Regions from separate parts of the Mus musculus genome. Here region 2 is linked to region 1. Evidence: chromatin contacts called from public HiChIP or PLAC-seq data. All regions are on one chromosome and are shown on one strand. The core of a region is the stretch at or near the end of the contact, and the rest is flanking DNA. Distances in the headings are between cores, read along the strand shown. Region 1 has its middle 56 kb from the start of Gm33172. Region 2 has its middle 37 kb from the start of 4930526H09Rik.

Region 1 (7,751 bases), core at 3,540-6,039:
TTTTTTATCCATACTTTATCCATATTTTTATTGGATATTATATATATATATATATATATATATATATATATATATATATATATATATGTGTGTGTGTGTGTGTGTGTGTGTGTGTGTGTGTGTGTGTGTATTTGACTATATAAAGAAATTTATGTAGGTAAAGAGATGCCCTTGCTCTTAAAAGTGCTTTTTGCCCTTGTAGAGAACTTGAATTCAGTTCTCCACATACACATCAGGCTTCTCACAGTCATCTGTAGCTCAGGCTCCAGTGAATCTATCACCCTCTTCTGGCCCTTGTTAGTCCCTGCATACACACAGCGCTCTCTCTGTCTCTCTGTCTCTCTGTCTCTCTCTGTCTCTCTCTGTCTCTCTTTGTCTCTGTCTCTGTCTCTGTCTCTGTCTCTGTCTCTCTCTCTCTCTCTCTCTCTCTCTCTCTCTCTCTCACACACACACACACACACACACACACACACATAAAACCAAATGTTAAAGAAAGGTACTTAATATGGGTTTAATAATATTCCACAACTTAAAAATTTTTAAATATGCTCTCATTGTTATTCAATTTAAGGTATTTTTTTAGTTTTTAAAAGTATTTTTTGTTACTTGTATGTTTGCATGTCTGTGAGTGAGTGTGCACTTGAGTTCAGATATTCTTAGAAGCCAAAAGAGAGTAGCATTTTCCCTGGAGCTGTAGTCAGATGGGGCTATGAGCCATCTGACTGGGGTGCTGAGAACCAAACATGGGTCTTATCTAAGAGCAGCACTCATTCACCTAACCACCGAGCCATCTCTCAATTCAAAATATTTCAAGATGTTTTCTTGATCTATGTATTATTTAGATTTCCTTTTTAAAAGCACATTTATTTTTATCCATATTTTATCCATATTTTTATTGGATATTTTCTTTATTTACATTTCAAATGTTATCCCCTTTCCAGGTCTCCCCTCTGGAAACCCCCATCTCCTTCCCCTCCCCCTTCCTCTATGAGGGTGCTCCCCTACCCACTCACCCACTCCTGCCTTCATGCCCTGGCATTCCTCTATTCTGGGGCAACGAACCTCCACAGGACCAAGGACCATTCCTTTCACTGATGTCCAACAAGGCCATCCTCTATAAATGTTTATGTCCAGTGATACTTAATTTCTAAACTTATAGAGCACTGCATTAGAGATTTTTAGCTGAAATTCATTGTGTGCAAAGGCCATAGTCTTTTATATTCATGAAGACATTCAATGACCTAGGATATGATATGGTTTGGCAAATTTTGATCTGTAGTTGAGTATGTATTCAAATATGAATATAACTATTTACATGTGGTTTAAAATTCAAATAAATATTTGCATATTCAGTTGCTTCAGAGTCCTGACTAACTCTCTATTTCTTCAGTCTCTCTTTGAAGACAGTATACTACGCATTAATGTTCATAACCTTTTGATAGAATTACATCAGAATGTGAATTAAGAAGAACTATAAAGTGGACAGGAGCTTGGGAAGAAAGCTATGTCTTGAGAACATGGGAAATGTACCATTATGGAAAAACCTGCAATGGATTTATTTTTTATTAGATTATTTGTGAATCATTATTAAGTCATTATTATTGGCTATAAATAAGGAAAAGGATTGACAAGTAGAGATGAGTTGTTCATGAACTAGGAATCTCAGTACTTTGAAGTAAACATCCCATAATAAATGCCCTGTCTCCTGCATTGCAACTAAGCCAAGTTGTCTGGTTTATAGCTAGAAAGAGTTGGAAGAAAGGGCAACTTATACCTGCTGGGAGTCCCAAGAGGATCAAGAATATAAAGTAAAAGTTGCAGTCCTATTATCATTTTGGTGGAGAGATGAGAAAAATCAATCTGGGAATTCACCAGCCCCCTAAAAGAGTAGTTGAATGAGAGTGTACGAAGGTAAAGAACGGGGTCTGTGCTTGGTTTATGTCAGTATGGTACAAGCTAGAGTCATCATGTTATCTGCAAATAGGAACCACAGTTGAGAAACTGTCTCCATCAGATTGGAACTTATACTCTACTCCAGAGCTCTGTAAATTCTCCAGCTTTAGATCAGAGTTTATGCAAGAAGAAAGGCTGCTCTTTGAACTGGTAGTGAAACTGAGGAACAAGGAACCAGGTTATACCTGTCAAGGAATAATTATCCATTCCTTGGGATTGATCATTTGTGCTATTTTGAGTGAGAAAGGCCCTCATAGGCTCATTTACTTGAATAGTTGATTCCCAATTGGTGGAGTGTTTAGGAAGGATTAGGAGGCATGGTTTTCTTGGAGAAGTTGTGTCACTGGGGAGTAGCCTTTGAAGTTTCAAACAAGTCCATGAGGCTCAGTCTCTCTCTCTGCCTCTCTCTCTCCCTCTCTCTCTCTCTCTCTCTCTCTCTCTCTCTCTCTCACACACACACACACACACACACACACATACACACACACCTGTATACAGATCAGGTCATGTAATCGTTCAGCTATTGCTCCAATGCCATACCTTTCTGCCTGCTACCATGTTCCCTGCCTTGATGTTCATTGACTATTCCTCTGAAGCTGTAAGAAAGCTCCCAGTTAAAGGCTCTCTTCTAATGCTTTGCCATGTTACCTACTCCTGGCAACAGAGCAGGAGCTAAGACAGAAATTGGTACCAGGGACTGGGGTGTTGCTATGACGATGCTGCTTACTGGTGTAGCATGGATGTGGGTCCTTGGATTTGGAAAGTAGTTGAACACTGTAAGTGGGGCTGAACTAGCCACTATAGTAGAAGCTTAGAAGACAGCATTGTGGACTATAGAGACCCAGCCCAAGAGGTTTAAGAAGGGAAGAATATTAACCAGTGGCCTGCATACCATTCTTGTGATACTTTGGCAATGACTAGCTGACTTGTGCCCTTGTCCTAAGAATCTGCCTGAGGCTAAATTGAAGAGCTTTGAAATAATGTCATTATCAGATGAGATTCCAAAACAAGCTAGTATTGACCATGTCACTCAGTTATTAGTAACCACTCTTGTGCAGATTTATAATGGAAAAGGGCAATCAGGACAAAAATAAATACAAAATGGACAGCTCGAAGAGAAAAAGAGGACATGCACTCACTGATAAGTGGATTTTAGCCCAGAAACATACAACACCCAAGATACAATTTGCAAAACACAAGAAAATCAAGAAGAGGGAAGACAATGGGTGGATACATCATTCCTCCTTAGAATAGGGAACAAAACACGCCTGGGAGGAGTTACAGAGACAAAGTTTAGAGCTAAGACAAAAGGATGGACTATCTAGAGACTACCCCACCCAGGGATCCATCCCACAATCAGCCACCAAACCCAGACACTATTGCACAATGCCAGAAAGATTTTGCTGAAGGGACCCTGTTATAGTTGTCTCGTATGAGGCTATGCCAGTACCTGGCAAATACAGAAGTGAATGCTCATTGTCATCTATTGGATGGAACACAGGGCCCCCAATGGTGGAGATAGAGAAAGTATCCAAGGAACTGAAGGGGTCTGAAACCCTATATGTGGAACAAAAATATGAGCTAACCAGTACCCCCAGAGCTCATGTCACTAGCTGCATATGTAGCAGAAGATGGCCTAGTCAGCCATCACTGGGAAGAGAGGTCCCTTGGTATTGCAAACTTTATATGCCCCAATACAGGGGAACACCAGGGCCAAGAAGTGGGAGTGGGTGGGCAGGGGAGCAGGGTGGGTGGAGGATATAGGGAACTTTCGGGATAGCATTTGAAATGTATATAAAGAAAATATCTAAGAAAAAAGAAAAAGAGGACCAGAAAATGTACTGTTGGATCCAAGCCTTCAGATCAAAGAGAAGAGTTTAAGGAAAAACTTGAGGGAAAATGAATAAAGGGAGGGGCACCCTTAGGGCAACAAAAAGCTTGTGAAGCAAAGGAAAAACTTTGAACAAGTCAAAGCTTACGCAAATGTAATTCAAGGATAGGGTCAGAGCCCATCCCAAGCCAGCAGAAGAACTTGGCAGCTTCAGGCACAGGGGTGAATCTTTTCTAGATTCATTGGCGTCTCAAGGATATCGGAGATACTATAATCTTGGGATGCATGCCAAGGGTAAGCTGCAGACAGAAAGTGGAAAAAGCCCAGGAGAGAAAAAGTGTGCTGCAGTCAACAAAGCCGGCAGGAGTATGAGAAATCTAAGTCAGGCTTTAGAGTTTGTGCCATTGAACTTTCATCTCACTCTGGACCAGTATTTTCTCACCATGTTCCCTTTTCGACATTTGGAATGGTAACACATAGTCTGTAACATTGTTATTGGAATTTGTCATTTGCTTTTTAATTTAATTTAATTTAATTTAACTTAATTAATTTTTATTTTACAGGGATAATAGTTAAGAGAATGCCTGTGTCTCAAAAGGGACTTTGGGCATTTTAACAATCTTGAGACTGTTTGAGACTCTGGGGACCTTTGAAGTTGAACTGAATGCATTTTGCATTACGATATGGCTACAAGGCTTTGCCGGTCAGAAAGTGGAATGGGACGATTTAAATGAGAATGGTCCTTGTGAGCTCATATATTTGAATATTTGGTTCTTAGTTGAATTGTTTCAAAGAATTATGAGGTGTGGCCTCGTTAAAGGAGGTGACCCTGAGGGTAGTCCAAAACCCAAACACATTGCCTCCTGCCTGCAGATAACGATGTAAGTTAGGTACTGCTCTAGCTCACAACTCTAAGCAAGCCACCAATAACATGCTTTGTTCAGTAAGCTGCCTTTGTCATGGTATCTCCTCATAGCAATAGAACAGTAAGTAGGAAGCCATCCAAGAGAAACTATCAGGCTAGCTGATCTATACATTAATCACTTCTGTTGAGAGTATGAGCAATTCACTGTAGCTATTTCATTGAGTAATTTTTCCAATAAAATATTTTCATGAAATACCCACTACTAGAGAACATTAGCTCATGAAACGAGATTAAGACATAGTTCATTTTGATCTCTACCTTCTTGAAGCTTAACAAAAAGGAGAATAAAATTTTATCTTGAGGAAAACAAAGGACTCCGTTAAGAGCTGGCCCCTTTCCTCTCCCACTTGGTGTAATTTTAGTTGTATAATGACTTTCTCTCCACCAATCTCTGTCATATCACTATATACTTATTAAATGCTTCTGCCTTTTCTTCCCAAAAATCCTATGTATTTCTGATATAGTGTTCATTATATTCCAGTATCGGAACAATAGGTTTCTTGTCTTATACCAACTAGAGGAGAGCTTTTCGGGTGCTGATGAGTCATTCTAATTTTGCATTCTTAGTTTCTGATTCTGTGCTTGACATGCAATCTTTGTGCAATAAACGTGGTTAAGCAAACGAATGTCTGACTAGAAGAGTGCTTTTACACTTTAGTTTTCTAAAGCACTGGACTGTGCCGATGAATGCACAGACTGAAGCTGCGGATTTCCTGAGCATCTGTTGCTTCTGAGCATCCTCCTTCACTCGTCACGCCCATTGTATCGCCAAGGACTCCTGAGCACATTTTATTGTTGGGGAACAGCCACTGGCAATGTTGTTTCTCCTCAAGGGAAGAAAATTCTTTAAATCTGTAGGAATTTTGCCATGTACCTTTGATGTGAAAATTGTATCATCTATTTTTGGGAGAGTTTGCTGTTACATAAGAATATAAAGAAGGAAGCAGAGAGGCCACCAGTCAGCCTTCACAATCTGTAGGCTTTGATTTTCAAAGCAAAGACGGCAGATTAAACTCTCAAGTCTTGAGTTTTACTTGGAAGGAAAACAGGGTTCGGAACTTATTCACATCTGACGGGCTCAGTTTATAAATGGCAAAGCTGAATGCTTAAGCTCAGAGCTCCATCTGGCCTTTGCACCTGGGTTCCTACAGTGCACCCCACTATCAGCTTTTTGAAGGATGTCACTCTGAAACATGTTACTGTCTGCTGACATGTCTAGGAATTCTCAGCTGAAAACCCACAATTCTTTGTTGTTTGGACCAATGCAACTGTTGCTAACTGTAGTATTTATGCTAGCAGTTATTAACTCCTTTGCATCCTAGCTCAACATAATCCATTTCTTCCTTGATTGGGACTGTTATCATATTTGTCTCTGAATATCTCACACCTCTGTTTTCCTTTACTCCTGTATTCCCTTTTTATTTTCCTTCCATTCTCCTTTTCCAAGAATAAATGTGAGCAAAGTTGCTCGAGGTTAATGCTAACAAGCAGGAGATCATGACACTGGGTCTTGGGAACAGAATGATTTTTTCCTACTTGAAAGGTGAAGGTTTGAAAAGTAATTGTTCCAAGTAGCATCTTACATAAATGACACATCTAATTTTACCTTGTCAAATCGTTATGCAGATGATTAAACCTGAGGCTTCTTTTTCTACATAATAAATATGTTATAACCAGTGCTTACCAAACAAGATTTCAAGATTTATATTTATTCTGTATATGTATGTATATAAGTCATATATATATATGTTTATATATATATTTATAGTGAATATATTTTTAGTATGTAGATGCTTTTTGTCATCTGTTGCAAATATTTTATCCCATGATCCACATTGTTTCTTATTTAAATAGACTGTTGGGGGTTAAGGCTTGATCTAAAACCAACCATGGAATGCTTCTTACCATTTTTCACTAATCTAAAATAACCAAATTGGTTTGGGAAGGAGAGAAAATTTTTTTCTTAGAAAAGTATCTTTGTGGTTGCATTTGGTTTTGTGGTTAACACAGTCCTCTCCAAAAAAACCTCAGTAGAGGAGGTAGGTGACCCACAGGTATAATTATGGTCCCGTTTCCAAATTTAGATAATGTACCACAGGTTGGGCAACTCTTTGGGAGGCTAAACAAATGTTACAGCAATAGTTAGCTATAGATTCGATGTGAGAAAAGCCTGTGTATGTTTATGAACAAGTCCTACAGCTAAGGCAGCGTTCTTCCACTGCTAGTTAGCTGAGTCTCCTTTAAAAATAGATTTCAAGGCAGTACAATAATCAAATCACCATAGTTAACCCTCAGAGTAACCTTCTGGTGTTTACAGACTTATTTTTTAAATGATTATGACAGTAGATTTTAGATCCAGCAGATAGAAACTTACCACATTCTGTTCATGAAACTTTTAGACAGTATACTGCACCAATTTATGAGAGGGACCTTTGGCTTTTAGAACAAAGCAAATGAAAAAGGTAGTTCAGACAACGGCTCAAGTAACAATGTCAAGGATTTGTCTTTGCTGGGTAAGGAAGTTGACAGTATCTCTAATAATTTCCACTAACTCAATGAAGCCTACAATATAAGCAAGAACTGGAAAAGTACTTTGTACAACACACTACCTGCCTCCATCGAGACCTCACACCCAAATCATTCCATGTTTCTAAATTGCGGTGCTATTAACTTACATCTTTTACCATTTCTCTTCAGAATCACTCACCATGGTAGAGTATTATCAACTGTCCAAGTACCACACAGATAGGGAAGGCTTCAGTCAGAACATTCAGAACAAGCCTGATAGTTCTTAAGTATGATAAGTATGATCATCCTTAAGTAACCCTAACCCTAACCCTAACCCTAACCCTAACCCTAACCCTGATCGTTCTTCAGTAACTCTAACCCTAACCCTAACCCTAACCCTAACCCTAACCCTAACCGTAACCCTGATAAGTATGATCATCCTTAAGTAACCCTAACCCTAACCCTAACCCTAACCCTAACCCTAACCCTAACCCTAACCCTGATCGTTCTTCAGTAACCCTAACCCTAACCCTA
Region 2 (7,751 bases), core at 3,112-5,611, 200 kb after region 1:
GCATAAATATCAAGCTCTGTATATTAACTTTTAGAAGACAAGTTTGAGAAGATATCCCAGGAATAATCAGAAGTTTCCCATCAAAAGGTGGCCACGTAAGGTAAAAACCCCTTTAAAGAATAAGACTAAGACTCAAAACGCAACTTCTGATTATGGTGAAAACAGAAAATCAACAAAAGATCAAACTACAGAACAGAACTAAGGGCAGGGTCAGTTCAAAGGCCAGGACACCTAAAGGATTTCATGGAAGTGGATTGTGGGTGGACAAAGGCAACAAAGATGCTTTCTATGCTATTTCTTTTAGAATTTAATCTTTTTTATTAAATATTTTCTTCATTTACATTTCACATGTTATCCCGAAAGTCCCCTATGCCCTTCCCCCCTCCCCATTCCCCAACCCACCCACTCCCACTTCCTGGCCCTGGCATTCCCCTGTACTGGGGCATATGATTTTTGCAAGACTAAGGGCCTCTCCTCCCACTGATGTCTGACAAGGCCATCCTCTGCTATATATGCTACTAGAGACACAGTTCTGGGGGGTACTGGTTAGTTCATATTGTTGTTCCTCCTATAGGGTTGCAGACCCCTTTAGCTCCTTGTATACTTTCTCTAGCTCCTTCTTTAGGGGTCCTGTGTTCCATCCAATAGATGACTGTGAGCATCCACTTCTGTATTTGCCAGACACTGGCATAGCTTCACAAGAGATAGCTACATCAGGATCCTGTCAGCAAAATCTTGCTGGCATATGCAATTTAATCTTTTTAATATTTTTGTGTATGTGTGGGTATGTCTTCATGTGTGCAGTCACATATGGAGGTGAGAAGGGGACATCACATCCCCTGGAACTGGTGTTCTAGGCAGTTGTAAGCTACCCACAAGTGCTTTTAACTGCTGAGCCATCTCTCTAGTCTTTAAAAGTAGTGTCTTTAAAGAAGAATACATAGTTCTAAGCCCTCTGGCTTTTGTTTTTATTTGTTTGTTTGGGGTTTGTTTTTTTGTTTTGTTTTGTTTATATCAAAACATTGAAGCACATACTTAAGTGAGATGTAAGGATAGGTGGAGCTAAAAAATAAAAAATTAGATGCTCCCACAGGACAGCTATATTGAGAGGAAGTTGTACCTGTAGCATCAAGCAGAGGGGTGGACTTCCAACTGTAAGCAACCCAAAGCTGGAGAGAGGAAGTGCTTTGTGCACTTTATGCATAGCCCACACCATCAACCAACCTGCTGGCCTGGAAGACACTGGATCCTCTACAGTAGAAAATTGTCAATCGATAACAATTGTCCAGGAAGGGCTGGAGAGATGGCTCAGGGGTTAAGAGCACTGACTACGCTTCCTAAGGTCCTGAGTTCAATTTCTAGCAACCATGCGGTGTCTCACAACCCTCTGTAATAGAATCTGATGTCCCCTTCTGGTGTGTCTGAAGAGCTACAGTGTACTCATGTACATAAAACAACTGTCCAGGAAAAGTCTGCTGGCAACAGGGATGATTATGGAATAAAAAAAGGCCACCACAGTACATTCATAAAATTTCCACAGGAAACATGGGGAAAAGCCACCGGAAAGGATAAAGATGACAACAATATTTTCTACCATGAATCCCCTGAATGGACAAATTATTCCCATAAGAAAGAAGACAGAGCAGAGCTGTCCATTCAGAGAACTGTTGCCATCAAGGGAATAAAGCATGAACTGAAGAGCTGAGCAAAGTGAAATAAATATAATTCAAAAGTCAACAAAAATCAATAAAAACTGAGTAAAATTAAAAGCACAAATCTTAAGGGCTGGAGATATGTCTCATTGGGTGAGAGTGCATCCTGTGAAAGTTCAAATCCCCAGGACCCATGTAAACTATACACATACACATACGTATCACACACACACCAAAAATGTTGTAAGGAGTTGATGTGAGAAAAATAAGACAAAAACCATGTTTTTGTTTTAAAAGCAGGGGAAAATAAGAAGGTAGATAGATAAAAGGATAAAATATAATTAATATCTGAGGTCTCAAGAAGAAATCTAGAAGACTGACATAAACTTATGAGCGAAACTAAACAAAGAATTCATAAAATGCAAGATTTAAAATTAAATAATGGTTTAGAACATTATGTGTGAGCCGGTCAAGTGAGCATGAGCTGCCTCCCAGTCGAATGGATTTCAAATGTAAAGAAATATTCTTTCAGGTAGTCAAAACATATTCAAGAGATTATGAAGAACAGGAAAAGTTTATCTCATTTGTGATACCAGGGATTTTCGTTGGATTGTTATGATTTTAATTCCCACCAATAATATTTAGGGGGTGAGGATATTGTGTCTAGTGGGTGCTCGATTGGAGCTATAAGACCCTGAGAGCCGATTTGTCCTTTATATAGATCCTATTATAGGAAGGTTGGCTTATATACAGAGATTTCTGCAGTGACTTGGAGACAATTATAAGAGAATGAGTCTTTTTAGCCCCTTGGAGCTTGGTGAGTGATGGGTGGGTGGTATTTCACTCATACTCACATCTTTCTCCTTTATTTTTCACAATCTCGTATCCAATGTATTATTAACACACCTACCACCACTAGCTTCTCTAACTCTCATCAGTCTTCAACAGAAGTTTCTCTTCTTTCTATGGAGCCCCCGTCCTCATTCATATCTTTTCCCCCTGTGGAGTTTAATCAGGGTTCCTTAAATGAGCACAGCACTTGGTTGTTTCCCAGAGCATGCGCAGTATCATTAGCCACAACACAGAAGAAAGTGAGAAGAACATTTCAATAGCTCCTCAAGAAGGGGTGGTGGTCTCGTGGGTTCCTCCTCCAGCCACTGTGTAATGGTAAAAGGCTCAACCCTATTCAGGCCTTGTGCTGACCGTAGCTACTTCATGTTCATGATTGCAATAGCCAGGTAATATCTGCTGGCAGGGTTTCACAGCATCCCCCAGCCCCTTCGTCTATAACGTTCCCTGGGGGGTAGAGAGAATGATATTGCTCACAAGTTTATAGCTGAGAACTGAACACTGCCAAGTTCTTCACAGCAGCCCTGCCTATCACTTCACCATAAAACTGAGACAAGACTGACCACACCACAGCATTAAGATAGAAACTACAAGTTCCCTGCCCACCCCCCACCCCCGTGGTACATCTAAAGTCAGTTCTGTGAGACTGAATCTTGCTACCAGGATTTGAACTTCATATCTTTCTTTTCTCTGAAATTATTCTCTAAGTATGAGATACTAAAAGGCCTGCTTTAGAACACTGCACTAAGAGTTAAGTGTTCACATAGTTTTGGTTAGTCTACAGAGGATGCTCCAAACAGTGAATCTTAGTTACTCTTGCCACACAGAGGTAATTCATTCTCATTCTCTCTCTCCCTCCCCCTCCCCCTCCCCCTCCCCCTTCCCCTCCCTCTCTCTCTCTCCCTCTCTCCTTCTTCCCCACCTCTCTCTGTCTCTGTCTCTGTCTCTGTCTGTCTCTGTCTGTCTCTCTGTCTCTCTGTCTCTCTCTGTCTCTCTCTGTCTCTCTCTGTCTCTCTCTCTCTCTCTCTCTCTGTGTGTGTGTGTGTGTGTGTGTGTGTGTGTGTGTGTGTTAAAACTATTAATTGTAGTAAGCATGGAGAATGACATGTAAGCAAGTCTTAAAATAGATTTTTTTTAATAGAGTTTAACTATTACCAGGAAGCTTCTGTGTCTGTAAATCTATGTGAATTTGAGAACAAACTTTGTCAACTAAACATAGCCCTCCTATTCCCTTCAGAAACCCCTTTTGACTTTCCAACTCCTGCCAATAATTTAAAAGTAAACAAGCAAACAGACAACAAGAATACTACATTTAACCAAGTTAAATACATTTTTGTCCTCCATATCTTATTTATATTAGCCTTTTTAAATTATAGAGAGCCTGAAATTTACATATCTTGAGTAATTTTCTCCATGTAACATAATTGAAAGGAAAGTCCATTTCTTGTCACCATTACCTGGTATTTTTTGTGCTTTAACCAGTTATATATTCATCCACTGTTTTTTTTTTCTTATTTCTAATTGTCACATGATTGTACATATTTATGTGAAACAATGTGATATGTGAACATTACACACACACAAACACACACACGTACACCATTTGAAATGATTAGTGTACCTGCTCTCTTTATTGTGGCTGTGTGATAGGAGCATTAAACATCCCTCCTTCTGAGTAGTTTAAACTATCCAATACATCATTGGCCACCTTAAATCTAGTTTTCTTTTGGCCAAATTTCACTTACCAAAATGTAATATGTCATTAATATCACATCTGTCTGTCCCAGTGATTACTACTGACACAGCATAAAGGGCAAGCTAAAAATAAAGCAGACGTAAGGCTCCATCAGTCACCAGCTTGCCTCCCTAGAGCTATTTTAAGCATGAGCCTCCTCTCTGCAGGATCTCTTGACCTCAGAGAGGGAGAAGTCATAGAGTTCAAGTCATGGGTGGCAGTGATTCATCCAGACTTAGTAATCCTTTTCCTCAGTAGTCCACTTGTATGCTTATGACCACTATCACAAATAAGAAATAACTTGTAAAGCTCAAGTTGAAAGTACCCAAGGAGCTAAAGGGGTCTGCAACTCAATAGGAGGAACAACAATATGAACTAACCAGTACCCCTAGAGCTTGTGACTCTAGTTGCATATGTAGCAGAGGATGGCCTAGGTGGCTATCAATGGGAGGAGAGGCCCTTGGTCTTGCAAAGATCATATGCCCCAGTACAGGGGAATGCCAGGGCTAGGAAGGGGGAGTGAGTGGGTTGGGTAGCAGGGCAGGGGGAGGGTATAGGGGACTTTCAAAGAGGAAACTAGGAAAGGGGGTAGCATTTGAAATGTAAATGAAGAAAATATCTAATAAAGAAAAAGAAATACAAAAAATAAGTTTCTTAAGGTAAACATCTAAAAGTCTTTGGCTTGCCGTCAAGGATCAAAAGGTATTTTTCAATGTTTCACTAATAATCAATACACGAAAAATATCTTAATACCCCAATAAAGTAGAGTTAAGACAATGACCCCGATTAGATGGACCATGTTCCAGGACAGCCCCAAGGATATGTGGACAAAGCAAAATAGACTCAATGAGTTAAAGAGAGAGAGGAGAGTTGATGAAATTGGGTGGATCTGTGAAGAGTTGGCCAAATATAGTGTACAAAATTCTCACATAATTAGGTGTGATGGCGCACACCTTTAATCCCAACACTCAGGAGGCAGAGGCAGGCAGATTTCTGAGTTCGAGGCCAGCCTGGTCTACAAAGTGAGTTCCAGGACAGCCAGGGCTACACAGAGAGACCCTGTCTCAAAAAAACAAAAAACAAAAAAAATTAATAAAATGTTATTTCATGGAGAAAAGGAAAATATTATTTGAGGAAGAAAAGATAGTAGTGGAAGTATGAATATAATAAGATAAATATCATACATGTGTCAATGTCATGATGAGTCTCACTGTTTGATACAACTAATAGACAGGAGTTACAAAGGAAAAAATATTTTAAAAATCCTTCTGAACTCTTTGGAATCATATGAGCAATCTAAGGAGGAAGTCCGGTCTATTTTCAGCCCCAAATTAAATATGGCCAATTTAAAATTAATTGACACAATATTTATAAATAACTCAAGACTCATCCGAGGTGGCAACACTTCCTCCCTATGCTCCATCCTCTCAAGTGTTCGAAGCTTACATTAAGGCCTCCAAATTGAGCAATCTTGCTGAATCATTAATGTTACCCTTTTGACTCACAAGAAGACACAAGGATTTGACAAAAATATTTACAAGCTTGCCTTCCTGAACCCATACTCCTGCTGTGGGGTCAGATCTCAACTTCATGATAGTTTTAGAAAACTATTTCTGGCATACCTGATCATGGTTAGTGACTTCAAGTCACATTGGCACAGAAAGGGGACTTCCCTTCTTACAGAGGAGCAGTGACATTATCGAACAGAACTCCATCTCCCCCACCCCATCTGTCTTGATCATCATGTTTCCCTTGATAGTCATTCACACAGATCCTTCATCTTATGAGAACTCTGGATTTCAGGCTGACTGTTAAACTTGGAAGGAAATTAGAGATCATAAAAACCCATGGTCTCTTCTCTCACTTGAAAAGCAGTGCTGGGTTGTGGGGGAGGCGCAGCTTTGTGTATAATTAGCAGTGATTCCTCCCTCTCTAGGTCTCCTTAAACTTGTGTGTTTCAGTTTCTTTTCTCCAGTACTCTAGAGATCATGTCAAAAAGAATCCCGGTAGATGACACAAAATTGTTTTTCATGGGTTCATTCATTTTCTCATTGAATAATATTTGGCACGACTGTGTGAAAGTTTCTGCTCAATCTACTATCTACATAGCAAGAAACACTGGCAGAATTTCTGCTTTCCAAAGTCTTAGTTGATTAAGTTACACGAACAACAGGAAAGGCTACCGTGAATGGTATGATATTTGTATATGGTAGATCAACAGGAGCAAATAAGAGAAATTGGTAGAACGAAGAGAGAAGATATTTCTAATCTGGGTTTGTTTACAAAGGAAAGCCTTCTGGGGTGGGTAATAGCCAGTCTATGACTTGAGTGAGCAGTTAAAAGTTTAAAAAAAAATGAAGAGACAAAGAGAAAGTGTCCAAAGAAAATCTTCACAACCCAGAAGGAACTAAAACAAGGCAGATCTGATGAAATACCACCTATTTCATCTAGTGGAGCCCAGGTGATCTAGGGCAGAATGGCGACACATGAAGCTGGAGAAACAGTCAAAGCCAGAATATACCAGCATTATTAAAAACAGTCATAAGGAGCTTAGACTTTTGTCTAAGAATTTCAGAACACAGTCAGGAATGTTAACATCTGGCAAAGATTACCGTGGTTAGATTGGGAAAGACATAATTTATGACAAGGAAGTCGGGGAGAGACAATTCAGACATGGAGACAAGCAACGGGCAGTCTGAATTAAAATATATCTCAGAAATATTTGTGCAGCTGAACCACAGGACTTTGGCTATACCAGGGCAAATGGGAATACACAAGGACCTGTCTCCTTCTACATTGTCCTCATTGCCTCCCTGCCTGTAAATCAGATAGATCACAGACCAAGCTCCCAAAGTGCTAAATTGAAGTCTGGAGGCTTTAAAGAAGGAAGGCTATGAAAAACTTCCTCTCTCACTAGTGCTCAGATGAAAAATTACTATATTTCAATCATTAGTCCAGACCCTGAACATCTAAATAGAAAGAGCACAGTGCCCATGTGTAAAGATTCCTATTTGGTAAGGCGTGATAGTCATGTAAACACATAGATAGAAAGCTGTGCTGGAAGTGTGCAAAGCCAAATCGGCCCACCAAGGAAATCACGAGGGATTGTGCGGGTGACTTCAACAAGAGCTTCTGATCTCATTTAGGAAAACTAAGCAGGACTTTCACATTCAGTGGAGGAGGAAGGTGGGGAATGGAGGAAATGAAAGTGTGTAGATAATAACATGGTTTCTGAGTGAGAGATACAGTCCACACTGTAAAAGAGAAGCCAGATATAGGAAGTTAAACATTGTGATCAAGGTCAAGAGGTTTATGGGTATGTCCTAAATGGGTATGATGTGACGGGTGTGTTAAGAAACTTCGATTTTAGCTATTAAACAGTGAAAAGAGTGAAAACAGCAAAAGAAAAGTCTCAGAGAAACCATTTATAGTTTAGATACTGATGCCATGTTTGAACAGGGGATAAGGTTTGAGGGAAGATATCGGAAAGCAAGGTGCAAGTCAAGAGGTTCTTA

The links. HiChIP or PLAC-seq counts read pairs in DNA pulled down with a chosen protein or histone mark.
Region 2: a CTCF HiChIP or PLAC-seq map of the NIH/3T3 cell line shows a contact between it and region 1, with 12 read pairs. The contact joins two enhancer-like sites. A contact is called at or near these places in 1 of 15 datasets of contacts at CTCF or cohesin (the NIH/3T3 cell line), 2 of 484 Hi-C or Micro-C datasets (cardiomyocytes and nephron progenitors), 1 of 115 datasets of contacts at active chromatin or transcription factors (fibro-adipogenic progenitors) and 1 of 9 other capture datasets (bone marrow-derived macrophages).

The regions. Positions count from the first base shown.
Region 1 is chr13:110,736,437-110,744,187 of GRCm38.p6, forward strand. No RefSeq gene overlaps it. Among named protein-coding and RNA genes, the nearest start is that of Gm33172, 56 kb to the left of the region's middle. Within about 2 kb of position 4,790, at least 24 of the 459 cell types and tissues checked have an H3K27ac peak or open chromatin away from gene starts, as enhancers often do. A contact at or near this core is called in the NIH/3T3 cell line, where this site is marked.
Region 2 is chr13:110,937,415-110,945,165 of GRCm38.p6, forward strand. No RefSeq gene overlaps it. Among named protein-coding and RNA genes, the nearest start is that of 4930526H09Rik, 37 kb to the left of the region's middle. Within about 2 kb of position 4,362, at least 33 of the 459 cell types and tissues checked have an H3K27ac peak or open chromatin away from gene starts, as enhancers often do. A contact at or near this core is called in the NIH/3T3 cell line, where this site is marked.